2 separate regions of the Nomascus leucogenys genome follow, and region 1 is linked to region 2. The links are chromatin contacts, called in public Hi-C maps. All regions are on one chromosome and are shown on one strand. The core of a region is the stretch at or near the end of the contact, and the rest is flanking DNA. Distances in the headings are between cores, read along the strand shown.

What was found. A called contact is a pair of places that touch in the nucleus more often than the background predicts.
Region 1: a contact with region 2 is called in a Hi-C map of a lymphoblastoid cell line, with 6 times the contacts expected there. The contact joins the enhancer-like site here to the promoter of UBE2L6 in region 2. A contact is called at or near these places in 4 of 4 Hi-C or Micro-C datasets (a lymphoblastoid cell line and an unstated tissue).

Annotation. Positions count from the first base shown.
Region 1 is chr4:77,067,340-77,072,402 of Asia_NLE_v1, reverse strand. No RefSeq gene overlaps it. Among named protein-coding and RNA genes, the nearest start is that of YPEL4, 10 kb to the left of the region's middle. Within about 2 kb of position 3,727, the one cell type or tissue checked has an H3K27ac peak away from gene starts, as active enhancers do. A contact at or near this core is called in a lymphoblastoid cell line, where this site is marked.
Region 2 is chr4:76,981,595-76,986,496 of Asia_NLE_v1, reverse strand. UBE2L6 (ubiquitin/ISG15-conjugating enzyme E2 L6) reads left to right here and starts at 1,857. Exons shown (of 4, transcript XM_003275314.3): 1 at 1,857-2,337.

The DNA.
Region 1 (5,063 bases), core at 2,478-4,977, 84 kb before region 2:
GTCTTGAATGCCTGACCTCAGGTGATCTGCCTGCCTCAGCCTCCCGAAGTGTTGGGATTACAGGTGTGAGCCACCACGCCCGACCTCAATTTCCTTGTAGTTGGTCCTGGAAGAATCATTCTGTAGGTAGATTCAAGAGATTCTATTAATCTTTAAGATTAATAGAATGGGCAACGCTGTCCAAATCTTGGATGCCCAGACAGGTGTGCCCTCAAGCAGCATTATTATCAAACACCCCGTGACCAAGAGGGAGTGGTGCTGAGAAAGGCAAGTGCATTCAGGGAAGGAGTGAGGTCTTTCCATGCCTCATGAGCCAGGGAAGGAGCTGCAGGTATGGGATGCCAGGAGCACACAGGTCCTTTTCCTTGGGGAGCAATCCTTTCGAGTTAACCCCTTCTCCTTTCTGGTGCATTCCTTTTTTTCTCAAGGAGGCCTACTCTGTACCTAATAGTGATTCTCCTAATCTTTTCCCACTCACTCTTCATTCCGGGCTGAGTCTGGGAATGCTTATTCTTCTTAGCCTAGGAGTTGCCACCACTTCTGATGCTTAAAGGCTTGAGGCTTTGGAAGATACCCTCATACAACCAGCAGATGGCATCAAAACCTTCCACCCCTCAGCTCAGGAAATCTCCCAGTTTAAAGAACCTATTCAGATCTCTCCAGATGGGTCTACAAAAAGATGAGTGAGCTGTCAAGACTTAACACAGGGTTGTATCTAGGCTTTGTAACCTAAGAGCTACACAATCTTAGCCAAACTGTTTAAACCTTTCTGACCCTCAGTTTTTTCATCCATAAAATGGGGCTGTTACCTCCCAAAAAGTTATTAGGTTTCACAGTAACGGAGGCAGTGTCTATCACAAGCACTGCATACAGAAGTAGTTCCATAAATGTGAGCTATTAGTATAACTACCAAGTGAGGCTTCCCAGATTCCCACCAGGGTAGCTGACTGGTGCCCAGATGGGAGAGGAAATTGCAACGCTGAGGAGGCAGCCAGCGCTGGGTAGCACTACACGGCCAATGCCCTTTTAACATTGCACTGCTAGTGACAGGTGCAGACAGTAGCACAATGTGAAAAGAGCTCTGGCCAGCAGCAGAGGCATGCCGGCCCTGCCTCCTCACTCCTTCTCCCAGTCCCTGGCCCACTCAGCTCACGGGCTCCCTCTGCCCCTTCTTTGCTTCAATACAGCTTTTTTCCCTTTTATTCCATTCTTAGTGTTAATTCTATTTTTTCACCACTCTTCCTTTTGCCTTCTTCTTCACCAACTCCCCGACCCCCAGCACAGAGACCACCTTTTTCTTGGAGGTTTTGGCATGGGAAGACAGGACCCACTAAAGCAGCTGCAGGGATACTTCGGGCTTGATGCTCAGTCCTCAAAGAAAATGGCTATTAGCAATCCCCAAAGTCTGGAGGTCACTTGTATGAGGCTGTGTTCATCTGGATTTGCATTTCTGCTAGCTTCCTTTCTAGAGAGCAGCTTGCTGTCCAAGACTACAGAACCTTCTACTCTTCTCTAAGTTTCCATCTCCTTTTAAATTTAGATAAAGGGGAGCTCTAGGCCTCAAGGCAACACTCTCAGATGACCTTCCAGGACCAGAGAGGTGGGAGCCTGTAGTCAAAGCTCCCCACGCAGTAGAGAGAAGCTTCCAGGCGGGAGATGAATGCTCCTGGTGAAGCCCCACCCCCGCATCTCCTTTTGGAGGTCCTGAAAGCACCTTGCAGATTCAGCATTAAAATGGTGACGGTGATTCGCTCACAGTTACTGAGAGTTAGGGATAGGCTTTCACTGGCAGTGGGATTCAAATCTGAGTTATTTCCTGTCTTATCCAGGGACCCTTGGTTGGGGAGTCTTCAAGCTCATCCTAGCACTTCCTCATCCTATCCAACCCTAAGGGGGCTTAAATCCAGGACAAACAGTCCCCGGAAGATTAACACCCAAAGCCAGAAAGCTGCCCTGGAAGGACACCTGGATATCTGGAGGCTCAGACCCAGGCAGGCTCTATTGTGGCACATTCCAGCTAGGGCCACAGCCCCGGAGCCCAGCTCCAGTTCTGACCCAGTGAACTTTGTGCAGCCCAGAGAAACAGAGGTTGGAGGGTGATTTCTCCAGTGCCCTGATCAACAAAGGCCTCCCAGGCGACGATGTGGCCTCTGGGAGATGCCTTCTTCCCTAATCCACAGCCACCATAAGGAATAGAGGGCAGAATTCCAGTTGGGAGCTCTTCCTCTGGGCTTCCCCTCTAGCCTCGTCCCACTCCCTCAGGAAGCAGGAGACGTGCCCTCCCGCCCTCCCCGGCAGAGTTTGTTCCCGTAATCTGCAAATATGGGGCCCTGCCCCACAGTTTTAATGGGCAGAAACCAAGACCCCCTCGAGGGTCAGTCACCTCTCTGCTCTGGGGTTGGGCAAACCAGGCCCAGCTGGGAACTGGATCACACCAACAGGGGGCAGAGGGGCAAAGATAAGGCTGCACAGCAAGCTTCAGGGAGGCCAGGGGAAGATTCTTCCCCAAGAAGTTTCCAGGTCTCTCCTTAGGGAGTGCAGGGAGAAAGGGCCAAGAGCCCCTCAGCTCTCACACACCCAACTCATTCCTGAGGAGCAGGCCCAGCGACTCACCAGCCAGCAGGACCCCTCCCCCACCTTGGGCTCAGGAGCCAGCCCCCAGCTCCTTCCAGAAGCGAGTGTAGAGACCGAGGAGGAAATGGGGGAGGGGAGGCCCCGGCTCAAGTTCTCTCCTCTCCCCCTCCTCATTGGCCACCATCTTCCGGCCCCTGCCCCCAGAGCAGCAGGGGATGGGGCCCAGCCTGTGGAAGGGAGAGAAAGGGCAGGTGGGGGGTTAGCTGGAGCAGCAGGGGCAGGGGGCTGGCCCCAACTGTCTCCTCCCACCCCCTCCTCGCAGCCATGGCGACGGGAGGAGGAGACCAGGAGGGTCCTGAAAGCCATGTTCTGTGAATGGGATGAGAGAGGCAGCTGGGAAGTGGGGGTGAGGGGCGCTCTCCTTCAACACCCAACTGTGCTCCCCCCCAACACACACACCTCGAGGCTGGACCACACAGGCGCACGTACACCCCCCCCCCAACACACACAAACTCTCAGCCATACTTGCTGCACAACTCAGCCCTCACTACACATCCAAACAACAAGAACTGGAGTGTGAGCGCACGCCCCCCCCCCCCCCACACACATCCCCGCATCCCTCAACACCCCACAACTATCAGCTCGAAAACCAGCCTCACACCCCCCCACCCCTGGCTCACCCTACAACTTCTGGAGGTGCAGAACTCCCTGCCCTGCTCCAGCCCTTCGGCCCCTGGTCCCCCTGGAACACTCCACGCCCTCGCACACAGCCCAGGTGGAGACAGATGGCCCAGCTCGGCCGTGCCCAGCGGAGCCCCCAATCCCTACGCCACCACGCCCCCCACTGGAAAATGACAGTGAGGCCACCTCAGAAAGACACGCCTGGTGCTTCCCAGTTACAGTGTTTCCAAAGGAAAAAATAGAAAAGATGCCCACGAGTGGAGAATGAGGAGGGAAAAAGGAAGACGAGAGAAAGAGCCCAGACCGTCCCCCTCCCTTCCCCAAGAGAGAATAAAACCGAAAATCGGTGTCGTTACCCTTCGGGAAGCTCTCGATACCTACACATTGCTCTTCGTTAGGATCCTCTGCCTGCCACCTCCTTCTTCCCGGGCTCTTTCTCTGCCCTTCCCTCCCTCTTGGCTCCCCTCCCTGGCCTCGCTCCCCGTAGCTCACGCCCTCTCGCACCCCGCCAGCCCCTCTCCCTGGCCGGGCTTGGATCCCCAGCGGCCGCCCCGCCACCCGCCGGCGGGGACCGAGGTTGCGAGGCCGGTGGGCCGCGGAGACCCTCTCCTCTGCCGATCTCGCTCTTCCCCCCTCGCCCCCTTTCTCCTTCCACACTCCCTGCCGTCCATCTTGAATACTTGGGATTCTTGAATGGAGTGAGCAGGATCCGCTCCCCCAGGCTCCCATTGGCTGTGGGTTAACCCTTTTGAAACGAGATCCTCCCTCCCATTGGCTGCCAGGCTCCCCTCTTCTCCCCCAACCCCCATCCCCTCCGCCTCCCAACAGTCCGCGAGGTCAGGGCGCTCCCGGAGCCCCCTCCCCTGGCTTCTCACCTCCACAACCCCCGCACCAGGACGCCCCTCTCCCCGCTCTTTCCGTCACGCCCCCCACAGGGCTGCAGGTGAAGGCAGATACAGTTCCCGCCAAATGCAGCCCCAAGGTGGGGCTGGCAGAAACCCTGTTCCCAAATGCCCCTCTTGCTGGATTTGGAGACCTTGGAAGATAGAAGGGGCGCAATTTCCTGCCCGTCTCCAACCCCTCCTTGACCAGAAGTACTTCTCCAACAGGGGATCCACTCAGTCTTTCAGCCTCACCCAAGGCGGTGGGAGAACGTTCCTGAACGCCCGCGCCTCTTGGGCTGGCCAGGAAGAGGGCAGCTCTAGAAAGAAGATCTGGGGCTCTTCACCGAAGCTAATTCCCCGAGTGCCGCAGGGCAGGCCTGACCCGATCAGGAATGTGCAGCATCTGGAGCTCCGCTCCGTCAAAAACATCCCCTCAGACCAGCCCTGCCCCGCCTGGGCCAACGTGCTGTGTGCCCACAAGGGGCTCTGAGGTCGGGGAGCCCAGAGGGGAGGGCGGCAGCAAGGACGAGGGCGATATGTCAGGCCTTGGAGTAAGGTCCGGGGTTTTAGGCCTAGATCTGCCATTAAGACGCTCGGCGAGGCTGGGCGCGGTGGCTGACGCCTATAATCCAAGCACTTTGAGAGGCTGAGGTGGGAGGATTGCTTGAGCCCAGGAGTTCCAGACTAGCCTGGGCAACACACTGAGACTCTATCTCTACAAAAAATAAAAAAATTAGCTGGGCGTCGTGGTGTGGCCTATGGTCCCAGCTACTAGGGAGGCTGAGATGGGAGGATAGCTTAAGCCTAGGAGTTCCAGGTTGCAGTGAGCTATGATGGGGCTCGGTGGCTCATGCCTGTAATCCCAGCATTTTGGGAGGCCGAGGCGGGTGGATCACCTAAGTTCAGGAGTTAAAGACCAGCCTG
Region 2 (4,902 bases), core at 608-3,107:
ACGGAGTCTTGCTCTGTCCCCCAGGCTGGAGTGCAATGGTGTGATCTTGGCTCACTACAACTTCTGCCTCCTGGGTTCAAGCGATTCTCCTGCCTCAGCCTCCTGACTAGCTGAGATTACAGGCACCCGCCACCATGCCCGGCTGATTTTTGTATCTTTAGTAGAGATGGGGTTTCACCATATTGGTCAGGCTGGTCTGGAACTCCTGACCTCAAGTGATCTGCCTGCTTCGGCCTCCCAAAGTGCTGGGATTACACGCGTGAGCCACTGCGCCCGGCGACTTACAGTTTTCAAAGTTCCTCCACTTCCCTCAGCTTAGCCTCACAATGGTCCTGGGAAGCAGATAGGAGTTTCCGCCGACCACCCAAGACCATACTGCACGTGGGGGCAGATGTGGAACTAGAACCCAGGTCTCCCTGGGGCTTGTTCTGACACACAAAGGTCTGCATTGTGAAAGGACAAGAAAGTCACACCTGTGGGCTGCCCCACTGTGTGGGGACTTAGGACCCAGCTATATCCATGAATGTGAATTCACCTCGGGATGCAGCGCTCCTGTAAGAAAAGAAAAGGAGAGCTACGATACGTGGACAGAGGCTTTTGCTCCAGTTTCCACAGACACTGCCCAATTTGCTCATGCTGTTCCCTCTTGTTAGAACATCTTCATCCCACGCTCTTACTCTCGCTGACTCATCATGTTTCACAATACACTTGGATTTTTCTCTCTTCCAGGAAATCTCTGCCCCTCCCTGAAGAGGGATAAAGTGACCCTCCTCATACTCCCAGAGTATCAGGTGATTATCTATCGCATTATCATTAAAAATCAGGGGCTGCATTCTCTCTCTCTGTCCCAGCAGTCTGGGAACTAACTCCTCAGGAGCAGGGACTCCCCTTTCTCATCCTGGTGTTTCCTGTTGGCAATGCCTGCCACTCAGTAGTAGGCGCTTGTCGACTGAGACTGTAGATCACAGGCAGGTTCGAATGTCTTTGTTCCCTCATCTCTACCCCTGTTAAGGGATTACATAGTGTCCTATTCATTTCGGGCATATAGAAGATGCTGTTAAAGTTCACTGAATTGAATGAAACAATTAATCGTTCTGCAAAATCTGAGCAGAGAAGTCATTTGGTTTCAAAATACTTGGATAAAAACATTACGGTGGCTCTCGCCTGTAATTCCAACACTTGGGGAAGCCAAGGCGGGTGGATTACTTAAAACCAGGAGCTGGAGACCCTGACTCTACTAAAAATACAAAAATGAGCCGGTCGTGGCGGCGCGAGCCTGTAAATCTCAGGTACTCAGGAGGCTGAGGCACGAGAACAGCTTGAACAGGGAGGCAGAGGTTGCAGTGAGCCGATATCGCCACTGAACTCCAGTCAGGGCGACAGTGAAACTCTCAGAAAAACAAGAAACAAAAAAACTGTGAGGTACTGAGATCACAAACTGGTGCTCAAAATATACTGATTTCCTTTCTCGTCTGGACTAAACGGAGGTAGGGAAGGGTGAGAAGGAGGGGATCGGCCCTCCCAACAAGTCTCATCTTCCCCAGATGCTGCTCGGTGCTCAGGGGCTGCAACTACTTTGTCCTTGCACAGAGGGGTGGGGACTCCAGCTGTGCATGGGGGCACACATTAGGCCCACAGCTTGTAATGGACCAGTAGTAAAGTAAGGGAGGGGAAGCAGACTCTCTCTCGGAAAGGAGGCTCCTGAGTCCGTCTTGGGGCTTCCCCCACCGTTTCCCAAACCAGCATACAGTAGGCACTTAGTAAATACTAAACCTAGTAAAGGACTGAATGATGGTAGACCGAACCTCCGAAGCAAAAGAGAAAGGGTCCAACAGCGCCTCCTTGCGGTGCTCTGCCCCAAGCCACGGGGAGAAACGCAGCCCGCGCCGAACGCCGGGCAGCACAAAGGATCCCCGACTGCCGGGGAGCGGTGCTCGGAGAGCACAGGTCTAAGCCGTCCCCCACGCAGTTTCGGAGATGGAGCGCTGAGCCCATGGAGGGAAAGCAGCAGGCTCAGCGACTCCGGAAGCTCGCTGGGGCAGGGGCTCAAGGCGGTGGTCTGATGGTGGAGGCCGCCAAGAACTGGCACGGTGCTGCGTCTGCACAGCGAGCATCCCTTATTTATTCAGGGCGAGTGTGTATTTGGGGCGGCGTGCAGGGGGCTGACAAAGACCGGAGAGCTCCCGGTGCGGCCGCCGGCGGAGCGAAGACTGGAACCCGTATGAGCGCCCCCCAGCGACCCTGAGCGCTCGCCACCGGTGCACGGCGCCCCCCGCGGGAGGCAGGGATCAGCAGACCGCGCGCCCCGAGGCCCGCCCCCGTCTCCGCACAAAGACCGTGAGTCTCAGGTCCGAGCCTTCCGCGCGGGGATCGGGCGGTTGCCCGGCGGGTAGTCCCTCGGCGGCCTCCTGGCCTCGCCGGAGCGGGTGCAGGGAGGCCCACGCAGCGACTGCGGGAGGAGGGGTGGGAGGGGCTGCCGGGGGTGGGGTCCCCGGGGCGGGGCGCGCTGTGTCGCGGGTCGGAGCTCGGTCCTGCTGGAGGCCGCCGGTGCCACACACTCGGTCCCGAGATGACGGCGAGCGTGCGAGTGGCGAAGGTAACCGCGTATAGGATGACCCCTTTCTCTTGGCTCCCCTCGCCCTCCGCATTCCCTCCTCCCTGCATCCCCTCCGCGGCTCTCCGAGCACATTTATTTATTTGTCTGGGCACCAGGGCTGGCTGAATCCCTGTCCTCCCCGCCCTCTACTCAGAGGAGGACTGGCCTGCAAGAGTGGCCAGAGCTGGGGTTTTAGGGGTTTGGAGGCCTCTGCTTGAGCTGTTTGCGTGGTGAAGATGAGCCGGCTCCCCCAAAACTGGTTTCAATTTCGCTTTTCCTGCCTGAAACTTGTGGTAACAACTGAGTGCATCTCCAGTGCAGGAAACATCCTTGGCATCTTGGTGCCAGGCATTCTGCTACTGCTGGTGGGGGGTTATGAACAGATGACCATTCCTTGCCTTGGAATAAGCCGTGGCCCATCCCATAATTTGATGCCTGTATTACTAGAGTCCTGAGAAACACGGAATGCTGATTAGAATTTGGGGCAAAGTTCCCTGGGTATTCTCTGGAGGAAAAGATGCGGAGGTGGACCTGGAAGGCCTCCTGGAGTAGGTGGCTTGCATTCGTGAGTTCTACAAGTGTTGAATGCCTACATGTGCTGGCCCTGTTCTAGGAGGTGGGGAGTGGGGCGGACAGAGATGAACACAAATCCGTCTCTTGTTGAATTTTATTCCTATCAGGGACACAATTTGAAATAAGATCTGGAAGGATGGGGAGAGGGCAGTTTCCTCCAGAAGGTGGGAAAACCCAGGGTGTTTGGAGATGGATTAGGGAGGAAGGTGATCCTGGTGAAGTGAATCTGGCACCCCAAGTCTTTCAGAAGTGCCCCTTCCAGTCTGCAGGGTGGAGGGGCAGGCTCTAGGGGAGGAAGAGGGTACCTGCTACCCTCAGCCTCTGAGAAGAAAATGGCCTCAGACTGGGATGCCCAGAGCAGGCTTGGTCTAGGTACTAAATCTGGAGGTTGGCAGCAAAATGAGGCAGAGGGTCTTTCCAGCCAAGTGGAAGAGAGATGGGAGCCAGAATTTATTGCACTGTAACCATTACATGCCAAACAGTTGACGTGGTTATTTCATCTAATTCTCACAGCAGTTCTGTGAGATAAGTAATATATATCCGCATTTTACAAATGAGGAAATTGAGGCGCAGAGAAAATAACTTGCTTGTCCGGAGTCTTTCAGTAAGGAGCAATGGGACTGGAATATGAAACCAGGTCCACAGGCCTCCAGCCTGCAGGCTCTCTTAATGGCCTTTCTACTTTCATTTTCTGTTCCTCTGAGTCAGGTGATTTCCTAGTAGGCAGTAGGAAAGAACTGTGTGTTTTAGGTTGGGTTTCAACTTCCTCAGGCTTTGGGAAAGTTTTGGCAGAACTCATCCTAAACAGATAAAGTCCAAGTGTGCCCAGTTATAGTAAAGTCAGGAAAATGCCTATTCCAGATCTTCTCTGGTCAGCCCTGGGCTTTGTTCTTGCCAAAGAGTCACAGATGATAGAGAAACTCTTACAAGTGCAGATACTTCTAATTTGGGGTAAAGATAAATGAGGGGCCATTGACTCTGGGTGGAAGGCACCAGAAGCAGCTTATTGGTTGAACAGAAATAGAACATAGGCTGAGAGATAGGAGGGGGGCATGGGATGTATTTATATTATATGTTGGGGGTGGGGGGAAGGCAGAGAAAGTTCAAATGGTCCACAGTGTTAAAGGACCCCTCCCCACTTGTGGACTGGGTTTGGAGGGCTTCAGTTTCTCAACCTCATCATTATTGACATTTTGGGTCACATAACTCTTATGTATCCATTGTATGCTTTTAGATTTGAGGTTACTACAAGGTTTGTAAATAATATCTCATAACCTGTTATTTTAAACTGATGACAAGTTAACACTGATTGCATAAACAAACAAGCAAAATGAAAACTAATAAAGGCCAGGCGTGGTGTCTCACTCCTGTAATATGAGCACTTTGGGAGGCTGAGGTTTGCGGATTGCGTGAGCCCAGGAGTTTGAGACCAGCCTGGGTAACACGGCCAAACCCCATCTCTACAAAAAGTACCAAAATTAGCCGGGATGGTAGCACACTGCTGTAGTCCCAGCTACTTGGGAGGCTGAGGTGGCAGGATCACCTGAGCCCAGGAGGTTGAGGCTGCAGTGAGCTGTAATTGTGCCACGGGACTCCAATCTGGGTGACAGAGTGAGACACTGTCTCAAAAAAACAAAAAACAAAAAACAAAAAAAAACCTATTACAAACTGTATACTTTAATTTCGTCTTTCCGCTTTTTAACTTTTTGTTGTTTCTATTTCTTTCCTTCTTT